Regions from separate parts of the Mus musculus genome. Here region 2 is linked to region 1. The links are chromatin contacts, called in public promoter capture Hi-C maps. All regions are on one chromosome and are shown on one strand. The core of a region is the stretch at or near the end of the contact, and the rest is flanking DNA. Distances in the headings are between cores, read along the strand shown. Region 1 has its middle 28 kb from the start of Gm33390. Region 2 holds the start of Arhgef28 (Rho guanine nucleotide exchange factor (GEF) 28).

Region 1 (4,883 bases), core at 729-3,228:
TGTTCTGGCTTCCAGTTTAAGAAAGTAGCATGGGGGCTGGTGAGATGGCTCGGAGGGTAAAAGCACTGATTGCTCTTCCGAAGGTCCTGAGTTCAAATCTCAGCAACCACATGGTGGCTCACATCCATCCGTAATGAGATCTGATGCTCTCTTATGGTATGTCTGAAGACAGCTACAGTGTAGTTACATATAATAATAAATAAATCTTTGGGCTGGAGCAAGCAGGGCGAACAGAGGTCCTGAGTTCAATTCCCAGCAACCTCATCAAGGCTCACAACCATCTGTACAGCTACAGTGTACTCATATACATAAAATAAATAAATACACCTAAAAAAAAAAAAAGAAAGTAGCATGGAGGAGAAGGCATAGTACCAACAGCACGGGACACATAACTTTTGCAATCAGGAAGCAGTGAGAAGACAGTTAATAGAAAGGGCCATCATAGTGTGACACAAGAGAGGGAAGAGGTCTGCATTCCTCAAGGTGAAGCCACTTTTGGAAGAACACAGCAGTGTTAATGGGTCATGTGTGCACGGCCTGCCCCATGTGCATCCTGCTTCAGCCATGCACATGGGCTCTGCACAGTGTTACAGTCAGTGTAATGTCAGGTTAAGAACTGGTCTTTTAGTGGACCAAAGAAATAAAGGATAAATACTTGACCTATTTTTTTTAAAAAACTTAAATTTCTGTAAAATATTTATTTGACTTACTTAATATGTAAACAACAACAACAACGACCAAAAAAAAAAACAAACGGGTTTTATTATACCAGCATACAGACAATTTTTAATGTGAATTTTTGTTTGTTTTTACCAATATTAAAGAAAAAGTGGAAAAGCAAGTGTGATATTTTTGTAAGATAATTTATTTAGGGATTCAAGTTCCCTTCTCGACAATCATGACCTTTCCTCCCATTTTATGTATAAGTAAGTGCCCTTCTCATGTTAAATAGAAGTTCTAGAGTGTAGGCACCTTATCCAGCCTTCTGAAACAAAACAAAATAAAATAAAATAAATGAAAAGTTAACAGTAAAAAAGAAAAGAAAGAAAGGGCAATCATTCTGGGTTCATTTCTCTTATTTAAGAGAATAGCACAGGTAACCCAAGGTGGAGAAGGCTCACTCAGCTCACAGTGTCCTGTGTAGTCCACTGTTTCAGGGAAGTCAAGGCAGAAACGCAAGCAGCTGGTGCAGAGCAGAGAGAGAGGAATGCACCCGTGCTGCACACGAGCTTGTTGTACCCTAAGCTTGCTCTCTTCACTCTTAGACACTCGCATCCGTTACTTTCCTTCTGCTGTGATAAAACACTGTGAGCAGAAGCAGATTTGTGGAAGAAAGAGTTTCATTTGGCTTGTGGTTCCAAAGGGATAAGAGTCTATCCTGGCAGGTGAGACGTGACAGCAAAGGGTGGATATGGTGGCAGAGGCAGGAAGCTGAGTGAGAGCATCTTCCACCACAAACATAGAGATATGAAAGAGGGAACTGGAAATAGCACAAGGCTAAAAACTCTCCATACCTCTCCCCAGTGACGTACTTCCTCCAGCAGGATCAAACCAGCTCATGACCTCCCCAGCAATGCCACCAAATGATGCCAAGTCTTCAAATACTTGTGGAGGGACAAGCTCATCTAAACCACCACAGCACCTCAGGGCCTGGTCTAGGGCATGGTTCCAACCACAATGGGCTGAGTCTTCCTCCATCAATTGACAATCAAGTCAATCCCCCACAGACATGAGGACTAGCCACTCTCATGTGTGGCTATGTCCACACATGACATATGTCTCAGTTCAAACTCTCTTACCCAGTGATCCTGGGTTGTATGGAGTTACCTTGTAAAGCTAATTCTCACAGCTTTCTCGTCTCAAGGCCAGTCCCTCAGTGACTCACTTTCTCCAGTAAGACTCTACCTCCTGAATGGTCCACGACCCTCCCCAATCAGCCCTACAAGCTAGGGATCAAGTGTTCGACTCTATGAGCCTATAAAGGATCTTTTATACTCCAACCACAGCATCCAGTGAGTAATACATCAACAATCCGACCAGGCTGCTCTAATCAAGTGCTCCCAACGCCTTTGAAGGATCTTCCGTTTCCCTTCATGCATCAAAGTGCCTTTTTATACCCAGGAAAGCTGAGGTGAGCTTTTCTCACCCGACTTTGTGTCTCCATTCAGCCCGTGTGTATGACACTTGAGTGTGCTACACGTCACCAATCGCTTTAGCCGCTGGACGTTCAACACAGCTGAATGTCTGAATTTAAGCTCAGCTCCTTAGTGCTGCTCAGCTGCATCCAGATAGTCTGAGTATTACAGAGCCTTCCTTAATGTCTGCGCTACAGGGACGATAATCAGAGTTCTCACTTGTAGTTCCACCCAGGAGTGTGGGGAGGGATAAAGCCACAAGTACAGAGACATTATAGAATGGCTATGGGATCGAGCACACTTTGCTCGCAACAGCATAGGTGGGTGGAATTAAACAGGACAATGACCACGGGCAGGTGTCCCCACTACAGCAGCATTGTCATTTGCCTGGTTCTCATGGCTCAGTGTCTCCTCGATTTAAGAGGAAGTCCTAGACACTGAGCTAGCAAGGCTGGGATCTGGAAGGGAATGCTCTCACCGCTCAACTTCCCTACCATCAGCAAACAATGTCTGCAATCTCTTCTGCAGTCTCCGAGTCCACAGCTAAGAATAGACTCAAGAATAACTAGTACATTTACTTGTTCATCTTGTCCTTTGGGGTTCAAAGAGAGCTTTTGTGAAAATCTTCATGTTGCTTTTAAAGACAAGAAGGCTGTGTGCAGTGTCTCAGCCATCCTGAGGAAGTGCTGGGCATGCTATCTTCTCACTGAGAAAAGTGGGTCACCTTCTCTCCCACATGCAGCTGGCATACTGTCTGGTCACATACCTGCTCTGAAACCTATTACAACAGCAATCTACTGACTGCCTTACCATGTTGCCTGCTATGAGAAATTCAGTAGAACCAAGGGTGTAAACTACAATCATGTGTCCTACTTGATGCAGTGACATCAAGAAGCACGGTTTGGAGGGCTGAACAATTTGTCAACAGACTCTACTTCTATAAAATCTGCTCCCAAAAGATTGTGTGAGAAGTCCTGTTCACAACCAAACCACTAAGTATAACTTGTGACACCACTCAAATATGGGTGGAGTCCCTGGTCTGGACTAAGAACTCAAAGAAGCCAGTTAAAGTGAATCCAGTGTGTGCTGGGCAGCTTGGAGTAAGGAAGACAATTTGTTCTCAGTGAAGAAGGGAGGCTGTTTCTACTTGTGTGTATCTGGTAAGCACATGGAAGAACGCCTTGGCTGGGGTGCATGTTACATTCCTAATATTTATGATACATGTTTACTCTTCCTTCAGAAGAAAGAGAAACAATGTGAAAAGTGGTCACACAGAAAGACTTTAACATCTTAGTATTTAAAGGGGACAGCTGCAGGTGAATACACATGTTACAACTGATTCTCCTTGCTCCACCCATCAGCAAACTCGTGCTCAGAAACAAAGCAAGTGTGGCTTTGTCAGTGAGTTCCACCGGAGCCACAAAACTTTGGAGGAAGTTATAGGTATTTTGTCCATTTAACACATTTTCTGAGGAAAGTGGTACCCTGAGTTTCAGATCATTTTTATGTAACACAAAAGCCTATGTTTCCACAACACTTTACACATGCTAGGCAAGAGCTTTACCAGTGAGCTGCATCTCCAGCCTCATACACGATTCCTAAAAGTGGACACCAAAAGTATGATCAAAATTTCTTTTAAAAACATGTTTATGTACTTATGTGTTTTAAATGCATGACTATTTTCCCTACATGTATGTCTATACACCACATATGTGACTACATATCAAGAAGAGGAAGTCAGAGCTCCTGGGATTTGTGTTAATGCAGATCATTGTGAGCCACCATGTGGGATCTGAGAATTGAATCCAGGTCCTGTGGAAGAGTAGCTCCTCTTCATCTCCACACTCATAATTTTTGTCCTGGCTCACTTTCTTTTGCTGTGAAAAAAAACTGGGAAAAAAAAAAAACAAACTTGGGGACAAAAGGCTTTATTTGGCTTATAAATTTCAGTCCAACTTGGTGTGGAGTGAGTAAAGTCCTGAGTTAGTGTGTACTACTGATACGAGTGTGGCCATCCATGTCAAGGACCCTGTTCCCTCAGCTGCATGGGAATGGCAAAGCCTCCCCCTGGTCAAGTTCAGAGGAATGACAAAACCTTGCTGTCTTCCTTAGGGTTTCCTTTGCTGTGAAGAGACACCATGACCAAGACAACTCTTATAAAGGACAGCATTTAATTGGGACTGGCATTCAGAATTTCAGAGGTTCAGTCCATTATCTCCATGGCAGAAAGCATGGCAGCATCCAGGCAGACATTGTGCTGGAGAAGGAGCCAAGAATTCTACATTTTAGTCTGAAGGCAGCCAGGAGAAAACTGACTCTTCCACACCGGATGGAGCTTGAGCACTAGGAGCCCTCAAAGCCCACCCCCACAGTGACTCATTTCCTCCAACCAGGCCACATCTAAAAGTGTCACTTCCCATGGGTCAAGCATATTCAAACCACCACACTTCCCCTAAATGGTTGGCCTTTAGCTAAAGCCAGTATGTACAGAAACTATCAACCACAGTTTCTTCCTCTCAGATGGCTTCAACCCAAGCCTACTTCCCTAAAGAGATTATCTGACCCATCTCCTTCTCATTCCCTATCTCCCCAGTTAACACCCAAACTCTGCAGGGAGAGGCATCAAGGAAGGAACCCTGAGGCAGGAACTGAAGCAGAAACCGCAGATGAAGGCTACTTACCTGTAGCTACCTCTGACTTGCTCAGCTCCTTTTCTTACACAGCTCACAATAGGCTGGGCACTCCTAA
Region 2 (4,883 bases), core at 1,054-3,553, 930 kb before region 1:
AGTTCCCATACTGCATCACTGATTTAAAAAAAATAACTAACATGCAATATTCCCCAGGTGCTCTGGGCCAGGACTGGAGATCACCAGGGAAGCAGCAGTCTTTGTCCTCGAAAGGGCAAATTGAAGACAGAGTAAGAATTTTAATAGTCCTTCGTATGACAGCAAGTATAGGCAGGTGCTGTGCTGTGTGATAAGACAAAGGTCAGAGTGTGGAAGAAGGCATAACAGTGGAGAAGGGACTTAGGGAAGAACCTGTGTCAAATAAAGGCTAAAGATGAATAGAGGTTGGACCTCCAGATGAACTGGGAAACTGCGGAGGACTCATGGGAAAGCTGGGCCGATGCCAGTGGAATTACCCACCTGCTAGCTTCCTGGCTGAATGTTTCTGGTCTGTGACCTAAGAACAGGAGAGCTTGAATTTTAAACACATGCATTTCCAGCCTAGCTCAGTCCCAGTGTGTCCTGAGCGACCTGTATCTGCAGAATAGACAAGCAGATGCAAACGGCTATTTACACAGGGATAGCTTTCTGCCTCAGGCAGTTACTGCTTCTCTCAAGGTTGGCGGAGCATGTGGCTTAGAGTTTGAACCTAGAGAAGTTGAAAGCCAAGTACTTATTTAAATATTGATCACGCTCAGTGCCTGAGAGAGAGCAAGAAAACTGCAGCCGGTGGGATTACATGTCCTCTACAATCATGCTGAGAGCATTAGGGACAGTCTCCCTCCGTTTGCTTCTTTTTCGTGTGGAAGAGAGCCTTGGGCTAATGTCTTACAATACCTGTTCCTCTTCCCACAATTCCTTGCCTCTCTCAAGCTGTATATGACAGAATCAACTAAAGAAGAAGAAGAAGAAGAAGAAGAAGAAGAAGAAGAAGAAGAAGAAGAAAAAGAAACAAAAGAACAACAGCAACAGAGGGATCAACAAAGGCTTCTTTTACAAACTTTTCCGCTAACAGGCTTGAAAACTACTTGTGTGTGGTGTGTTGATTCAGCCAATCTCCAGTTGACTTTTTCACATTGAAAATATTGATGTTCGAGAAAAGTGTTATTGCTTTTATTTTTTATCTTCGGGACTTCGTAGTTCTTCAGTGGAGAACACTCTTCTTTGGGACCTAAGGTTCTGCAGTGTGACATCAGAGGATATGAATACAAGTGTCAATACTGCAAGGCCAATGTCAGGTCCTTTATAAAGAAGGAAGGGCAGCGTTTGCCCTAAGACAGGGCTAAAGACCTCAGACCCTGGGTTTTGTTTTTTTGTTTTTGTTTGATTTGTTTTTTGTTTTTTTGGTTTTTTTTTGCCATCCTGCCATTCTTTAGGCTCTGGTTAAACAGGTATGTTAGGAGGGTGGCCCAGGGCATCTGGCAGTGATGGTTTGGGACGGGCCAACACATCTCTCCTGTCCATGTAGTCGGTCTGTCTTCTTGAGAAAAATAAAGGTAATATTAAAGGAACTTAGAAAAGTAGACGCTTAATTTTATCTTTAAAGCTGGAATAATCATCTTAAGCTTATTTTATAGTAAGCTGTACAATGGCGAGACTTTTCACTCGGGACAACTCAGTGCTAAGTGCCTCAGTGCTTTAAGATCCAAGGGGTCCTTTCACATTGTTAGGTGTTGTAAAAGTGGCTATGGCTTTCTCAAAAACAAACAAACAAATGTTGGTGCCGTTTAGGCACCTGTTTGCATAAACGCATAGGGAATCGAGCCTGCAAAGCTTTGGGCCAGAGGAACCTCCATCATCCTCATGAATTAGAGGGAGTCGGCTGTTTTAAAATAGTACTTCCTATTGTAACAGACCCGGGCACTATTATGTCCCGGGTGTGGTGGCTTTGAGCTGAGGACAACCCGAGCCTCCCTCTGGCCTGGCACGGCTCCCTTTAGGAGCCGACCGGCCAGCTCCTTCCTCCGGCGCCACTAGGGCGTGGAGGCCCCCGGGGCGAGCGGGCGCCGCCGCCGCTAGGGTGCAACCCTGCCCTGGCCCAGCAGGTCCCGCTCCGTGCCCGCCGCCGGAGGAAAGCCGAGGCGACCGGCCGCCGCCCCGCGAAGGGAGGGGGCGGCGGAGCCGCAGCAGCTTCAGGTTTCCTCCTGGAGCTGGTGGCGGGCGCGGCCATGTGATGAGGCGGCGACGAGCCCGGCTGGCCAGAGGTGGGCAGGCGGGGACCAGGGGGCGCAGGGGGTGGCCCCAGCTGTGGGCGCGGCGGGCGGGCGAGCGGGGGTGGGGTGGGGTGGGGGGAGCTGCGGCTCCGCCCCTCGGTGCGGCCAGCGGAGCGGAGGGGCGTGGGCAGCTGGGGACCGGCTTCCCCGCTCCGGGCGACGCTGGCCGGCGGGTCGCCCTCGGCAGGCCTCGGGGACAGCGCCTGGCCAGGGCTCCTGGCGTTCCCGAGCCACAGCTCCAGGTAAAGGCGGATTACGGGAGCCATCCCTCTTGTCTCCCCGCAGCCCTGGGCGAAGTTTGCCCACCGGAGTTCTCAGGGGACAAAGTTTCTCTAGGGTCCCCGAGGACGCAGGGGTCTGCAGAGGTGGTGAAAGGCTGCACTCTGTCGGCTGGGCAGCCCGAGGAATGGGCGCCGCCTCCTGGTACCTGGGGATGGCAACAAGTGCATGGCGCTGCCGGGTCGGAGGCAGCAGCTGTGAAGCGCAAACGGGAGGCAGCGGCCACCCCTCACCCTCTCGGGCAAGCGGGGTGGGAGGGGGCAGAGGGTGACGGAGCTCAACCAAAGCTAGTTGCAAGCGATGGAAATCAGAGGCAGGCGGCTGGAGAAGGGTGAACCTCGAGAGCCTGGTTCTCCTCTTCCCATCTGTGTTTCTGGCCAGCTTCACCTATATGCTTGGTGTGTGTGTGGGATGTACCCCAGACTGCTGGTCAGTCTCAAGTTCAGGACATTTATTTCTTGTGGAAACGTTTGCTGAGTTTATAAAAGCATCTATGGTCATCTTGTTTGGGAGGGGCTTTTAGCATTGGGTGGGAATCCGTGCGCTTGTGCCATGAGTTTCTCTGGAATACTCGGTTGTGGGTGGTAGGGGTCACAGGTGGAGAAGGCGTTCTCGCTTGCTGTGAGCTCTGTGAACGCTGGGTGTTCAGACCACCCAGGAAACCCAGCTCTGGTTTCCCAGACACCAGTTAGGTTTCTAAGGGAGACTACTTTAGGAGCCCACAGAGCCTGCCTATTGGTTGCAGCTGGGTGGGCCCAGGGGAAGGGTAACATCTGTGTTTGCTAGCATCTGACTCCCTGACCCCTGCTCAAGTGCCAGCCTCTACACACTCCAAGTTGTAGAGATTGAGCACTCGATTCTGCACCAAGCAGTCAAGAATTACAGTTATAAAGAACGGACACACTGCTTTTCTGTACTTTGCCCTCTCGTGTTCCTAGACCCTGAAGCTGTCTCAGTAAAATGAAATTCTATTCTCAACAACACAAACAAAATCAAAGGCTTGCCCTAGTTAGGCTCTGTGGAAACCACTTTGAACACGATAATTCAAGCTCTGATAACCTTTCCTGGGAAGCTTTCCATAGCTCTATTTTGAGTTTTTATGTGAATGTTAAAACAAATAGGTGTTTGTCTAATCTTGATGAATAGTAGCGCTAACTCCTTTGGAGTGTTTGAAGGAAGAGAACATTGCAGATGCCTTTTGGAGAGGTTGTAGCATTTCAAAGTGATATTCCGATGCAGACTTTATAGTGATTATGCATAATTATTTTTGATTATAGAACTTGGATAGCATCATACTTGATACTTTGTGGTTTGGGAAACTGAGGCACAGAACTAGTTCTTGGGTAAGGGACTCTGGGGCGTGTCCCGGCTAATGTGACATGAGACTGGAGAACAGAGAATCAGTGTTTGCTCTGCTTTGGACTGTTTTTTCCCTTATCAGGGCGGCACAGCCAGGCCAATGGCCAGCAGTTTGTCTAACAGGTGTGTTGGAGGGACTTTCCTCTGAAGTACCGTCTGCCTCTAAGCGGTTAAGAAACACTTAAAGGTACAGAAGGAAATCAGAGTCGGCGACGAAGGTTCTGTGATATCTCATTAGCCCTGTTAGGGTTTCAATATATATATATAATTTGGAAAATTCTGAAATATTTTCTTATTGTGTTCTCATAAGGAACCATTCTTGTGGCTAAGATTTCCACTGGGCAGGAATTTCATATGTGTTTGATACATGTGACTCTCTTTCCCTTGTATGCCATGTGAGAAGAGGAAAAAAAAAATAACAAGTGGGTATTAGTGGCCAACTATACTATTGAAGATGAAGTATTTGATATAAAATCGGTACTTAGGCTCTTAACCAAGTTCTGCCAGAGTTTGTGATCAAGTCTTGATTCTTAAAGAAAAAAGATGAACAGTGTAAATGTTGGAACCCTCTTCTTTGCTGGTAAATGGTTAGGAGAGAGCCAAATAGAGCCTGCATGTCTCCCACAGTCCCAGGGGGCTGTCATTTTATTCTGCCTGAATGCCCTGGGTTTGGGGTATTATTGAGACAGCTCTGGTCTGTGTAGGTTTGGTTTCACTGAAGTTGCACTTGTGTTACTTTCAGTGGGAAAAAGAAGCTCCGGGCTTGTCCCTGTGACTTCAGGTCAGATTTAGTATCAAGAGTGGGGTCATGCTGGACTAAATTAAAAACAGTAGTAGATTTGAAGCCCAGAAACTCAGGGAATTTTGTCATGTTACAACTGTATTGGAAACATGACACCACCCCAAAGGCTTGGGTTTGAATCTCCTGCTTTGGTAAAGCTGAGCTTAGAGATATTTTTCTTGCTTACCAGGAGAGGTTTTTGCCTGGAGCAGATTATACTCTGTAATTTCATCCAGCCCTGGTGACAACTGTCGTTATAATGGTATTGAAACTATATTGTCTAAACTTAATCGGACATTTTGAAAATTTCT

Evidence for each region. Promoter capture Hi-C pulls out the DNA fragments that hold promoters and counts their contacts.
Region 2: a contact with region 1 is called in a promoter capture Hi-C map of the SN4741 cell line, with 3 times the contacts expected there. The contact joins the promoter of Arhgef28 here to the enhancer-like site in region 1. A contact is called at or near these places in 3 of 39 promoter capture datasets (the SN4741 cell line, cranial neural crest and embryonic stem cells), 1 of 115 datasets of contacts at active chromatin or transcription factors (pancreatic cancer cells) and 1 of 9 other capture datasets (adipose tissue).

What each region holds. Positions count from the first base shown.
Region 1 is chr13:97,268,891-97,273,773 of GRCm38.p6, reverse strand. No RefSeq gene overlaps it. Among named protein-coding and RNA genes, the nearest start is that of Gm33390, 28 kb to the left of the region's middle. Within about 2 kb of position 1,978, at least 15 of the 459 cell types and tissues checked have an H3K27ac peak or open chromatin away from gene starts, as enhancers often do. A contact at or near this core is called in the SN4741 cell line, where this site is marked.
Region 2 is chr13:98,203,585-98,208,467 of GRCm38.p6, reverse strand. Arhgef28 (Rho guanine nucleotide exchange factor (GEF) 28) reads left to right here and starts at 2,303. Exons shown (of 36, transcript NM_012026.2): 1 at 2,303-2,395.